Linked DNA regions of Capra hircus: region 2 is linked to region 1. The links are chromatin contacts, called in public Hi-C maps. All regions are on one chromosome and are shown on one strand. Each heading gives the region's core, a stretch centred on a gene start, on an enhancer-like site or on the middle of the called end of the contact. The rest is flanking DNA. Distances are from core to core; before and after follow the strand shown. Region 1 has its middle 26 kb from the start of VPS8. Region 2 holds the start of EPHB3 (ephrin type-B receptor 3).

The links. A called contact is a pair of places that touch in the nucleus more often than the background predicts.
Region 2: a contact with region 1 is called in a Hi-C map of blood, with 4 times the contacts expected there. The contact joins the promoter of EPHB3 here to the enhancer-like site in region 1. A contact is called at or near these places in 2 of 5 Hi-C or Micro-C datasets (both in blood).

Annotation. Positions count from the first base shown.
Region 1 is chr1:82,116,103-82,121,847 of ARS1.2, reverse strand. No RefSeq gene overlaps it. Among named protein-coding and RNA genes, the nearest start is that of VPS8, 26 kb to the right of the region's middle. Within about 2 kb of position 1,602, at least 1 of the 5 cell types and tissues checked has an H3K27ac peak or open chromatin away from gene starts, as enhancers often do.
Region 2 is chr1:82,311,537-82,317,570 of ARS1.2, reverse strand. EPHB3 (ephrin type-B receptor 3) reads left to right here and starts at 1,357. Exons shown (of 16, transcript XM_018047087.1): 1 at 1,357-1,960. The coding sequence starts at 1,849.

The sequences.
Region 1 (5,745 bases), core at 353-2,852:
CCTTCTCCGGTGTGTTTCCTAATGAGTTCTAAAATGGAGCTCCTAGGAAGCAGTGTGTTGCAAGGACAGGACTCAGTGAAGAAGATCCTTTGGACCAAAGACACTGACAAGGGGTGGAGGATTTAAATTTAATGAAGCTTCTCTGATAGCCTATCACTGACCCAACATTACAACAGCTATTCTGTCATATTTAATGCCGTTTAATCTTCACCATAGTTCTATAAGGTGATGAAACTCGGAGAGGTTCAGTAACTGGCCCAAGGTCACAAAGCTGGAAAGTAACAGCACCGAGATTCAAACTCAGGCCCCTCCTAATTCCAATGTGATTTGTTACAAGAACATCTGTAGACCTCGCTAATTTCTGGACATGATGTGCAGACGTTCATGAAGGAGTCAGATATTTGGGAAGACAAATGTTCAAGGGAGGGGGCACCAGGTATTTTTAGGTAAGCAGATTGCCCCTGCCACAGAGTCTGAGCTCCCTGCCAGCTCAGTCTTATCCCAGGACACATATTGTCTGCTGTGCATTTGGTCTTGTCAGTGCTCTATAGAACTGCCTTTTCAAGGACTCCATCACTCCCCAAGCATACAAATGTCTCTCCTTCATTTTTCCTGTTAAGCAGATTTAAAGAATGAACTAAGAATCTTGGCCACCATTAATTTCACAGCCTACAATTATTTGCATCCCCCCCACCTTTTTTTTTTTTTTTTTTTGGCTTGAGTCATTTTAAAAAGCCCTTATGATTCTTTTAATCCCTTTTAGTAGAGCAATTCCATTCTCTTCTCTCTTAACCTCCTCTCTCCTGAATGTCCCCTACCCTACCCCCACCATGGAAAGCTTTAAATAATGCAGCAAATTCTTGTTTCATTTCCTTTTCTCTGTTTCCAGATGGATTTTTCTCCCCAGAACATCCCTGGGAATCATTTCTGTCAGATGCTTCACTAGATGTCCCTTGGTCTTTAAGCTCATCTATCCCCTCCACCCACCCCAAAATTGCAATTTGCTATTTTAATTATAGTTTCTCTTGCCACACTTGAGGCTTTTTTTTTCCTCCTATTGCAGTCCTCTACCTTTCTTAGATTTTAATCCTTTCTTCCAGTGCAGAGAATTCATGATTTCTGGATTCCTCCAGTTTCCTTCCTTGCTGGTAAATAATTCTTCTTAGTATGTGTATGATTCTCATTGTTCAGATGCTGAATTAAGTTGCTGAGCAATGAAGCCAGGGTGCCCCATGTGAACTAGTGGCCCCGTCCAAGCACAGATTGAATCCCCACCCTGGAGATGATATGTCCCTCGGTCGGTCTGGTGGCTGCAGTCCTGGGACTGACTGTCTCCTAGACCCTAGGAGAAGGGTGGCCCTAGGGCCACTGGCCACATGCTTCTGTCTCTCTGGCCAGCTGGTGAGAGCTCCTAGGACTCTCCGAATTGGGTTCTATAAGTTGTTCCTTGCAGGCTGGGCTGGCCTTGACCAAAGACAATCTGGGTCACCAGCAGCTGTTTCCCAGGTGCCTGCTGCGTCTGTGGGCTGAGGCTGCACCTGGACCTGCGTCTGGGGAGGGAGTGAACGGGGAAGTAACCCGTGTGACGAGGAAGCTGATGAGGCCTCTATGCGAGAGGAGGACTGGACGGCAGTTCTCCAGTGCATTCCAGGCATAGAGGCTGAGCTACTCACCACTGAGAGAAACTACTTGAAAGCTGCCACCCATCCTGTTTGGGCTCACAAACCTGTCCCTGTTCTGTCCTTCAGACAGGTATGTAGGTTAGGACCAGTGAAGGTCATTTACTCTGGGTGTGTGTTGTGTAAACTTCAGCTTTGAGCCTGGCTCAGTCAGAAACACGGGATCCTCCAGGGTGACCTAGAAGTCCTGGAGAAAGGGGTGATACGCCGATAGCTCTGTCACCTGAATGGGGCGCATTAGTGCCTGAGCCTCAGGGCTGATGCGATACAACCTCCGTGAAGGGCCAGTAATGGGCCACACTGATATTATTACACAGGCGAGGACATGCAAGGGACATCATTCTCCCAGTCATTCATTGCTTATCTCCTGTAAGGGATCTGAGATAAGAGACCCGTTGGAAAGTGCAGAAAGAGAAAATGCTGTGGAGATCCTCAAGTATTAAGTAAGGTCTGAGGTTGTCTCCAGTGGGAGTGAAGGAAGTGGATGGGAGGGTGGTCCTGTGGAGCCAGGTGAGCAGGCAGAGTGAATACAGAGGCAGATCCTGAGAGTCCTGGAGCAGGCTCACTGGGGGATGAGAAAGGAGCAGACGGGTTGTGCATTCCATGTGAGCTTGCCTCCCTGTTCTGGAGGGACATCTGGAAAACCAAATAAGATGGTGGAAAATGAGGCAAATAAACGGTTCCAAAAGTTGGGGTCACACCCATTTTGTGAATAATCCTGACACCTACTAGGTGTGCTGTGTAAATTGTGCTTTTCTGTGCAAAAGATTTGCTTGTGAATTGGCCTTTTATGCTTCCTTGAATAGTTCAAGGGTGGTACAATGTCAAAGAGTGGCTTGGAGAGGTTTATTTTGCTCTTTTCCTCTTCATTAGGCAGTCCTCCAAAAAGCGCTAAATACAAATAACATTTTTTAAAACATGGGCAGTTGTAAATCAACTTATGTTGATTACATAAGTTGTAATCAACATAAAGTGTGATTATGTTGTGAAGTGTGTATGTAAAGTGTGAATCCAAGCCCCGTAAGAAAAGTTGCTATTTTCATTGATCTGTAAAGACTCAGCTGAATGCCCGCTACACCTTGGAGACAGGTCCTCAGATCTTGCTTTCAAGCTGATTGCAGTTTCTGGGTCTCTCCAGGCAGAGCCTACAGTTCCCACTACAGGGGTGCTCAGTGGGGTACTGGTTTGAGGCTGGCTGGAAACAGAAGCTCAGAGTCGTCTGGAGCCAGGAGTGATGAGTTTGTGAGCCAGTAGGGATTTTGGGCTGGCTGGATGCAGGGGGTGCACGGCTTCTGGGGAGGAAGGCAGGTCAAAGTGGAGGTGTGAGGGAAGTCCTTGGCAGTCCAGTGATTAGGACTTCAAGCTTCCATTGCCAGGGACCTGGGTTTGATCCCTCATAGGGGAACTAAGAACCCACAAGTTGTGTGGTGTGGCAAAAGAAACAAAAAACAAAGATGGAGGTGGGAGAGAGTCTGCTTGTTCAGAGAGATGGAGGGGTCGGTTTGTTGGAAGGGTGGGTATCTGGGAAGGAGAAGAAGGAAATGAGGTTGGAGAAATGATGGTGCCACACCCTTGGGTGCTGGGTGAAGGAGGCAGGTCTGCATCCTTGAGCAGGACTCTCCACTGAATGCTTCCAAGCCCAGAAAAGCTGGGTGAAAATTGGATTTTAGGAACGTTGGTCAGATGCAGGATAAATGGGAGGGTGGGGGCCAGCCAAGGAGGCCAGGAGGGAGAGGCTGTGACTCTGAGTCCAGCATGAGAAGTAAGGGCCTGGACCAGTGTGTATGGCTTAGAGATGAAAGGATACATAAGAAGTAGAATGGAAAGGACATGATGGTCGGGGGTGGGGGAGACAGCCCAAGTGGGAGGACTTGAAAGGAGAAGAAAAATGCCCCAGAAGCAGGCAACATGGGTACTTTCTATTCCCAGATGAATTCTCTGGAGAGGGCTAGTTAATCAGGCTAGTTACTGCTGTCCAGCCCTCGCTAACGTGGACACTAGAGCAGCAGAGAGAGTTCCCATACCTCCCCCCTGCCCTGAAACCTCAGGTCGAGACAGGTAGGGGTTAATGTGGTCTGCAAATAAACTGCAGCTTAATCCTCAACAGTGCTTAATGCAGGGTAAAATGTGATAAATTATTCACATCGTACAGGGTAATAAGCAGGTTGAATTGGTGGCACCAGGCCTCTTGAGCTGTATTTTACACTCAGGTCCTCCTCTTACTCCTCTTATTTAATCATTTTCAGAACACCTGACTTAAATAGATGTTTCAGGTCTCATTTTTTTTCCCTGCAAAAATAAATTAGATCATACATTCATCTCATGACATCCTGACATTTACCATATTCTTACATTAAAATAAAGATGATTAGGAAGAAAGGAGCTCAGTAATTAGGCACAGGAGGAAGCTGGAACACACTCTTCCAAAGGTTACCCTTTCTGGCCTTCATGGAAGAAGAAGGTCTCTTCTGCAGAGAGGCTTCAGAAAGCTTATTTGCATAGGAGATGCTCCCAATTGATGGTTCATCTGAGGGAAGGAAAACTGTTTCTTTCGAGCTGACAGGGATTCTCTCTCCTGTGGAGCAGGGTGTCTGGGCAGAGGTTCTCACAGGCCTCCGGGATGTCTGTAAAATGTATTATCATGAATAGGCCTTTTGTAGCCAAGAGCCTCCCACGAGTGGGCAGCCGTTCAATGGCTCCCATCCACGGCAGCTAATTGCCCTGAACAATGGGGGATTTGCTTTACCTTCCTCAGGCAGTCTCCCCCAAAGAGCACAGAGACCTCTGTGAGGAGAGGTTTCTTGGGGAGGGAACATTTTTCTGGTAGTTCTGCTGTCGGTGGAATTTAAAGCCAGTGCAGAAGCGCTGGAAACAACAGAAAGAGGATGGCAAACTAAGGCATCGATGAGAGACGGGAAGAGAGCACAGAGAGAAGAAGGGTGGAGCTAGTGGTGGTGAATGAAAGAATCAAGCCCAAGGACAGAAGTGGCTCCTGGGGCAAGGCAAGCTGAGGTGGACGGTAAGGTGGGCAGGGAGCAGTCAGGGCTGAGGGTAAAGTTTTGGGAGAAAGAATTAGGGCTCTCAGAAAGAAAAAGAAGGGACTTCCCTGCTGGTCCAGTGGCTCAGACTCCACGCTCCCTATGCAGGGGACCTGGGTTTAATCCCCAGTCAGGGAACTAGATCCCACATCCCACATCCTGCAACTAAGTCATGGTGCAGCCAAATTAAAAAAAAAAAAAAAAATATATATATATGTTAAAAGCATACAGTTAAAAAAAAGGAGTCAGAAAGGAGGGACATGGGAAGAGGTTAACCAGAGAAGGAGCCCCAGGAAGAGTATGGGAGGCAGCCCGCATCCCCAGCTATTCTGAAGAGCCCAGCTAAGGGTAGTTTAACTGAGCTGTCATCTCTCCTTACCCCAAATCTGCTTCCTTCTGTATAAAGCAGGACACGCACGCGCACACACACATATGTGCATTTTCCGATTTCTTTATTGCGTTACTGTCCATAAGTACTTGGCAAACTCAAGCTGCTCGCTTCCTCCCCACCCATGGGTTGTTGTGGGTGTGCTCCTCTCCTTCATATCAACAGCCAGGCCAGGGAGGATGTTTTTGATGTTTAATTAGAAATACCAGACAGATGGGGACTAATAGGGTTTGCAGATGCTTCCAAAGTGGTGTGTTCTTTGTGTCCCAAAAATGGCTTTTGGGTGCCCTGGGCAGCCCATTCAGCATGTGCAGTGGGATGTGACAGTGGACCAGGACAACTTCTGAGAGAGGGGCTGGCATGGATGGGAGTGGCTGGGCCACAGCCTTGCTAGCTTCTCTTAACAATGGGAAGAATAGTCAGCAAACGCTTAGAAGTAAGTGTCTCAATGGATGTTCAGCAATGAGGATGGAAAGTCCAGATTTGGTTGCAGAAGGCAGTGGTTCATGTGTGCTGCATCATAGAAGAAATCAGAGAGGGATGAGGCGGAGTGGAGAGAGGGGCAGGGGAGGCAGCCCACATTTGCCAGTGGGTGTGAAAACCTGGAAACACTCCAACCTTTACCATTGAGGCAGGAGGT
Region 2 (6,034 bases), core at 108-2,607, 200 kb before region 1:
AGATGTCAGTTTCGTTTGTAAAATGGGGCTATAATAACATCTACATCTTAGTAAACTAGACTGATTTTTTTTCAGTGTTTTTGCACTTTGCAAACGTTTGTTGAGCAAATGGGGTAGGAGTCTATTTGCCCAGTTCAGAAACCTGGGGATTCTTCTTAATGTCTCTATCTACCCCATGCTTCTCAACCACACAATCACAATTCCCCTGAGCTCTGTGTCCTAAAATATCTTAGACCTACCCACTTCTCTCCATCCCCACAGCCACTACTCTGGTCCAAGCCACCATCTTCCTCTGCCTGCCCACTGCACAGCTTCCTCACTGACCTCCCTGATTCCACCCTTGCCTCTTCTCATTCTTCCTTCCCAGAGAAGCCATGTTAACCTGATAAAGTAATGCCCCTGCTTCAGACCCTAGCTCTTAGGAAGGCCTTCTGAGTCCAAAAAAAAAAAAAAAAAAAAAAAAACCCTCTGCTCCCCACAGCTACTCCCAAGCTTCCTTTTGGCTCCCCTCAGCCTCCAACTCTATATTTAAGATACTCTGAACTTCTTTCCATTTCCTCCAATGAATATCAGTTTCTCTTGCCCCTGGGACTTCACACAAAGCGTGTATGGTTTGCTTGAGACTGCCCTCCCCGGTCCCCAAACACATATTCTTCGCCTACTATTCATCTTTCATATTTCGACTTGAATGTCATTTCCTCAGGGCCAGACATAGCCATGCCTCTCGCATGGTCTCCAGCAACTCCGTCCTTCCTCCATAACTGTTACACTCTGCGGTGATGACTTCATGCCTGCCTCCACCGCTGTGTTAGCTCCAAGAGAACACAAACCTCTGTCTTATCCATTGCTGTATCGCCAGAAAACTCTAGTCAGTCTTTGGCTCAAAGAATGATGAAATACACGAATGAATAAACAAGTGAGAAGGTCCTGGTCACAGGATGTGTCGCAGAGGACGCCCACCTGGTAGTGCGTAAGCCGCGATTAGGTTGGGTTCGGACGTGCCTGTAAAGACAGCCACATGGGGGCGGCCTCAGGCACGCACAGACCACACGGGGGCGCCCCCGGCTCGTTTTACGTGAATGGCACCTCGGACTCAGGTTCGGTTACTAATCACCACTGGGGGCAGGAGGCGGGCTTCTCCTTCTGATGGACAGTATCGCTCCGCCCAATCTAATTCATCTTTTCTTTGGCCCCGCCCACCCCAGGCCTCAGAGAACCTGAGGGTGGGCGTGACGGAACCGCTGCCAACTGAACTCCGGCGGAGTGCTGTTGAGGCCGAACCAGCGCGCCTGGCGGTCTGTGAGTGGGCGGCGGATGGCTAGGGGCGGGGACTCCGCGATGACAGGCAGGCGGACAGCCCCGCCCCTCTCATCCAGAGCGGCCGCGCCAGCGCTGGGGACAGCAGAAGTGAGTACGTGAGCGGCGCAGCAAGAACCCAGCTCGGACCCCGGACGGCGCGCGCACCCGGAGTCTCAGATCCCAGTCGGGCCCGCAGGAGACCGCTGGATTACTGTGCACACCGAACTACCACCACTCGCTCCCTCCCGCCCCGGCCCGCCTCCCCGAGTTCTCTGGCTCCGAGCTTTCCAAGCGCCCCGGATCCTCCTGGACCTGTCCGTCCAGATTCCCCCAGGACCAACCTGCCCGTTTACCCCAGGATCGCCCGGCTCAGGGCGCCGCCTGGGTCCCGGAGCCGACTGCCTGGATTGCACCCTCTCCTTGCCTGGATCTCCTGGGACCGTGCGCGAGCCTTCTCGCGCCTGCCGAGCGGATCCTCCTGCGGGTGCCCGCAGCCCCGCCGGCGCGGCCCGGCGCGGCCCGGCTCGGCTCCCGGAGCCAGTCCCGGCCATGGCCCGAGCCCGCCCGCCGCCGCCGCCGCTGCCGCCGGGGCTCCTGCCGCTGCTCTCTCCGTTGCTGCTGCTGCCCCTGCTGCTGCCCGCCGGCTGCCGGGCGCTGGAAGGTGAGCGGCGTCGGGGGAGTGCGTCCAAGGGTTAAGGTGTCCGGGTCGCCCGAGCGGGGGCCGGGGGTGAGTCTGCGGTGTCGGTCCGATACGGTCCAGGCGCACTTCGGAGGAGGCTCGGTCACCCGCACCCTCTCCAGAGGCTGGAGCTGGGGTGGCGGGGACGCCTTGGGCGCCGCCTCGTAGGTTCCAGCTGCCGGCTGTCTGCCAGTTGTGGGATCGCAGGCAGCTCGACCTGGGTGAGCGTCCCTGAAAAGTCATGGCCCGGCGGTGAGCTTCTGTAGGAGTGCCAGGCACTCAGAATAGAGGAGCGGCGTCCTCCGCACCTCCTGGTCGCAGGGAAGTGTGCGCGACCCCCACCAGGCAAGGCCGGGGCTCTGAGGCTGCTGCTGGGCTCCCCGGGTTGAGGGGCCGCGTCGGCGAGGAACCTCTTGGAGTTAACCGGGAGAGCGAGTGCGTGCACGCCGCTTTGTCAGGGGATGGCTGCTGGGATGGTGAGGCGGGAGCCTGTTATTGTTGACGGTTTACCGAGCGCCAACTACCCACAAGGTGCTGTGTGCACCGCCGTTGCATACTGCTCCGGCGCTCCCCCTCTGCCTTCTTGCAGGACCCCCACCCCCAGTGCTGGGGTCTCCACCGAACTCCAGAGGTTGTGGGGTTTGTCTCAGGTAGAGCTAGAGCTGATGCCTTACCCATTATCCAGTGGAAAAGGCCAGGCTTCTCCGTGGGTTGTGTGAAACCTGCAGAGAGGGCTGCTGGGAGGGGGGTGGTGCTCCAACTTCCACAGGACTGTGCCTGGATGAACAGCCTAAGTGGTTTTGGCCCCCGTGGGAGAGCTCACATAATCCACTTGACACAAGCCTGCGGGGACAGAGGCACTGACACCGGGCAAACAATAGACAGACAGACAGATACACATACATGCACACACGGTTTTCTAAAATTTTTGGAGCCATTAAATGAGGCAATAAAACCCTTCCTGAATGTGGAGGAAAGGACACCACAGACTGGGGGAAACTGAGATGACAGGCAGTACTTCTAGTATCTTTAACCGATCTAGTCACTTTCTTAGTTTAAGAACAAAAACATGAATTCTGTGTGACTTGGTTTGTTCTCATGTTCACAGTCGGTAAACTTGAAGGTTGGAAGGAAAAAAGAACAGAGTTGCGAGAGAAAGGCATCTTCTGGTGCTTTTTCATTTTCTCCAGGAGGAAAAAAACATTCTTCTGAATCCCCATCGTCTTTTATCTCTGAGCCCATTGGTGCTGACAGACTGATTCACACGGGTGGACACATGCAAATCCAGACAGACACACCGAGGTCGCACCCACACTTGGCGCACACTCACCCACATGTGTGTGATAGGATCACAGGCGTGAGAAACCAGTGTGGAGCTTTGTTGTTGATCGCCTCAAGGGTGTGAGCCTGCTGGAGTTCCCAGGTCTGTGTCTTAGCTTAGGAGAGCCGACACCAGCACACGCGCTTACGGGGCTGTGTGTGCCAGGCCCCAGAGCCCTTGTTGTGGGGTGCGGTGGACGCTGATGCTGAGAGTGGGGCGAAGGGGGGGTGGTTTGGGTCAGGTGAGCAAGGGCTACCTGAAAAGGCTCACCCCTGTCCTTCCTTCTTCCCTCCCTGTGTCCCTTCTTCCTGTATCCCTTCCTTTATTTCTCCTTGTCACTCTTCACAATCTGCTGGTCCCTTTAGACCCCAGCTGGCAGGTCCTAGCTGGGAGCTGGCATCTGGCTTTCCAGGCCCAGGACATGAGGGGCAGACCAGGAGGCAGAAGCCTGGTGAGCTGCAGCAGCCCAGGAAAGAGAGGGCAGTGGGGCTGTGGCCCCTCCTCTGTCCCTTCCTCCCTCAGCTGTGAAGTGGGGTCTGGGGCTCTTCCCTGACTGCGTGGGTGGTAGCTGGGAGGCCAGGCCAGTGTGGGGCGCTCTTAAGAAGGTGGCAGTGCCTCCCAAGTGTGGCTTTCATTAATTCCTTCATGTTTGCCATATATCAGAATTTAGGGTCTTCAGTTAGTGTGAGAATGAAAGAAAGAAGAGAGATGATGGCTCAGGCGCTGACCCCAGCCCAGTGGTCCCCCTACCCACCTTCCTGCCCTCCCTCACTGTGACCTGGGATAGTAGTGGAACCCACCTCCTAGGGGGTGTTATGAAGATTGAATCCTTAATGTGTGTCAAGTGCTTAGCACATAGCTATTGTTATTCAAGGATTAACTGTTGTTATTATTATTACCCTAGGGTCTGCTCCTTGGGGAGCACCAGAAAGTGAAACTGGTGTGTACACTTGCCCTACAGGAGGGAGCTTAGAGGAAGCAATGATGGGGGGAGGAGAAGCTGGTCTGGGGAAGTTGCTATCCCCCCTCCGCCAACCTCCATTTCTCTCCAGCTTTGGGAGGGAAAGGATGGGGTAGGAGGAGACTTGACCTTGACTCCTGCCTGTACCCCATCCTTATTCAGGAACTTGAATGGGGGATGGGTAGATTTGGGGGTCCTGGGCTAGGCCAGAGGGCAGGGCTAGGTGGGACACCCAGCACCGAAAATCTCTTCAGCATCCCCAAGCTTTATGGGTGGAGGATCTCACCCCTTTACTCCAGTCTTCCCTTTGGTTTTGCTAGTATTTGGTTTGCCCTTGGCCTCTGGGGTCATTATATTTAGGCCAGGTTCTTAAGCTGTGGGTGCTGTCCCTCATGGTCTCATTGGTTAGATGCCAACTAGCACCTAGTTGGTCTTCCATCTACACACTTGGGGTTCACCAAAGTTTTGCCTCCAAATATTTCAGTTTTCCATGAGGATAGAGCCAGGGTCCTTGCTTGTCCTCCTTGGTTAAATACCTTTCCTTGCCCTCTAATTGATTTCCCCGCCCCCAACATGCGTACAAATTGCCCTCGAATTTACCCTCAGTCACGGGGAAACAGGGCCACCTGGTTGCTCACTCCTCTTTCGTATCATGTTCCCCAGTCCCCCAAGCCAAGATCATTCTCCCCTTAGGGATCATGAGTGGAGTCCAGTAGGTGAGCGGACTAGGAACGGGGTGTGGGATGAAGAAGGATGTCCAGAACACAGGGTCCTCATACCTCAGGTAGGATAGGGAGGTCCCTGTTAGGAAGAGACCATTTGGAGAAAAGAGAAACAGTTACCAGATGTAAGAGGTCGGGGCTGGTCGGCCTTCTCCCAGGCAAGCCCTGTTGCTGCAGCGGCAGACTCTCCCTGGGGAGGGAGGCGTGTGTGAGTCCACCTCTTTCTCAGCGGCAGTGACCACTGAGGAGGTGGCAGCTGAAAACTGACAGCGGGCTCGGGTTTCTGTGGCTTTCCCATGTGTTTGAGTGGCCTCTGGTGCCCCTCACCCGTCTGTCTTGAGCTGGCACCTCAGAGCTGCGACGAGGGACAGTGGCGGGTACTCGAGGGAACCAGCTTGCCTGTCACCGTCTTCCCTTTAACCAGAACTGCCGCCCCGCGCCGCCACTGTGGCCTCAGCGGCAGCAAGCTAGCCCAAAGCTGCCATGGGCAAGGCCTCTGCCACCCGGCCTTCCACTAATTAAACAGCATGAAGAGGCTGAATCACTAGGCCTGCATAGTTTGAAAATTGTAGCCCTGCCTGTTGTGCTGAGTCAAACTGGTTTGTCGGGATTGGGCAGCTGGGGGTGGTGGGGAGGGAGACTGGGTACAGCTGGGCACCTGATGGGGTGGGAGCGGCCCCTGCCCCGAGGGCTGGCCCTGGCACCCGGTCTCCTGTCGCCTCTCTGCCCTTAGACTCCTGGTCAGACCGGCTGCGGCCAGGATCCCAGGGAAGCCCTTAAAGGCGAGCTGTGCATCCGCCCTCTGGCTTGCTGGCAGGGCCGCGACTGGGGTGGGGGCCATTAGTCCTCTTAGTGTTAGTCGCTTTAGTCGTGTCCGACTCTTTGCGACCCCAGGGGATCTTCCCAACCCAGGGATCGAACCCGGGTCTCTTGCATTGCAGGGTGGGGATCGTGGATAAGCACTGAGGCATTTGGGCTCCTGCCTGTTGCTTCCGCCTCCCTTCTCCTCCCTCTCAGGTTTATTTAATTATAAATCCCCGTGATCTGAGGGG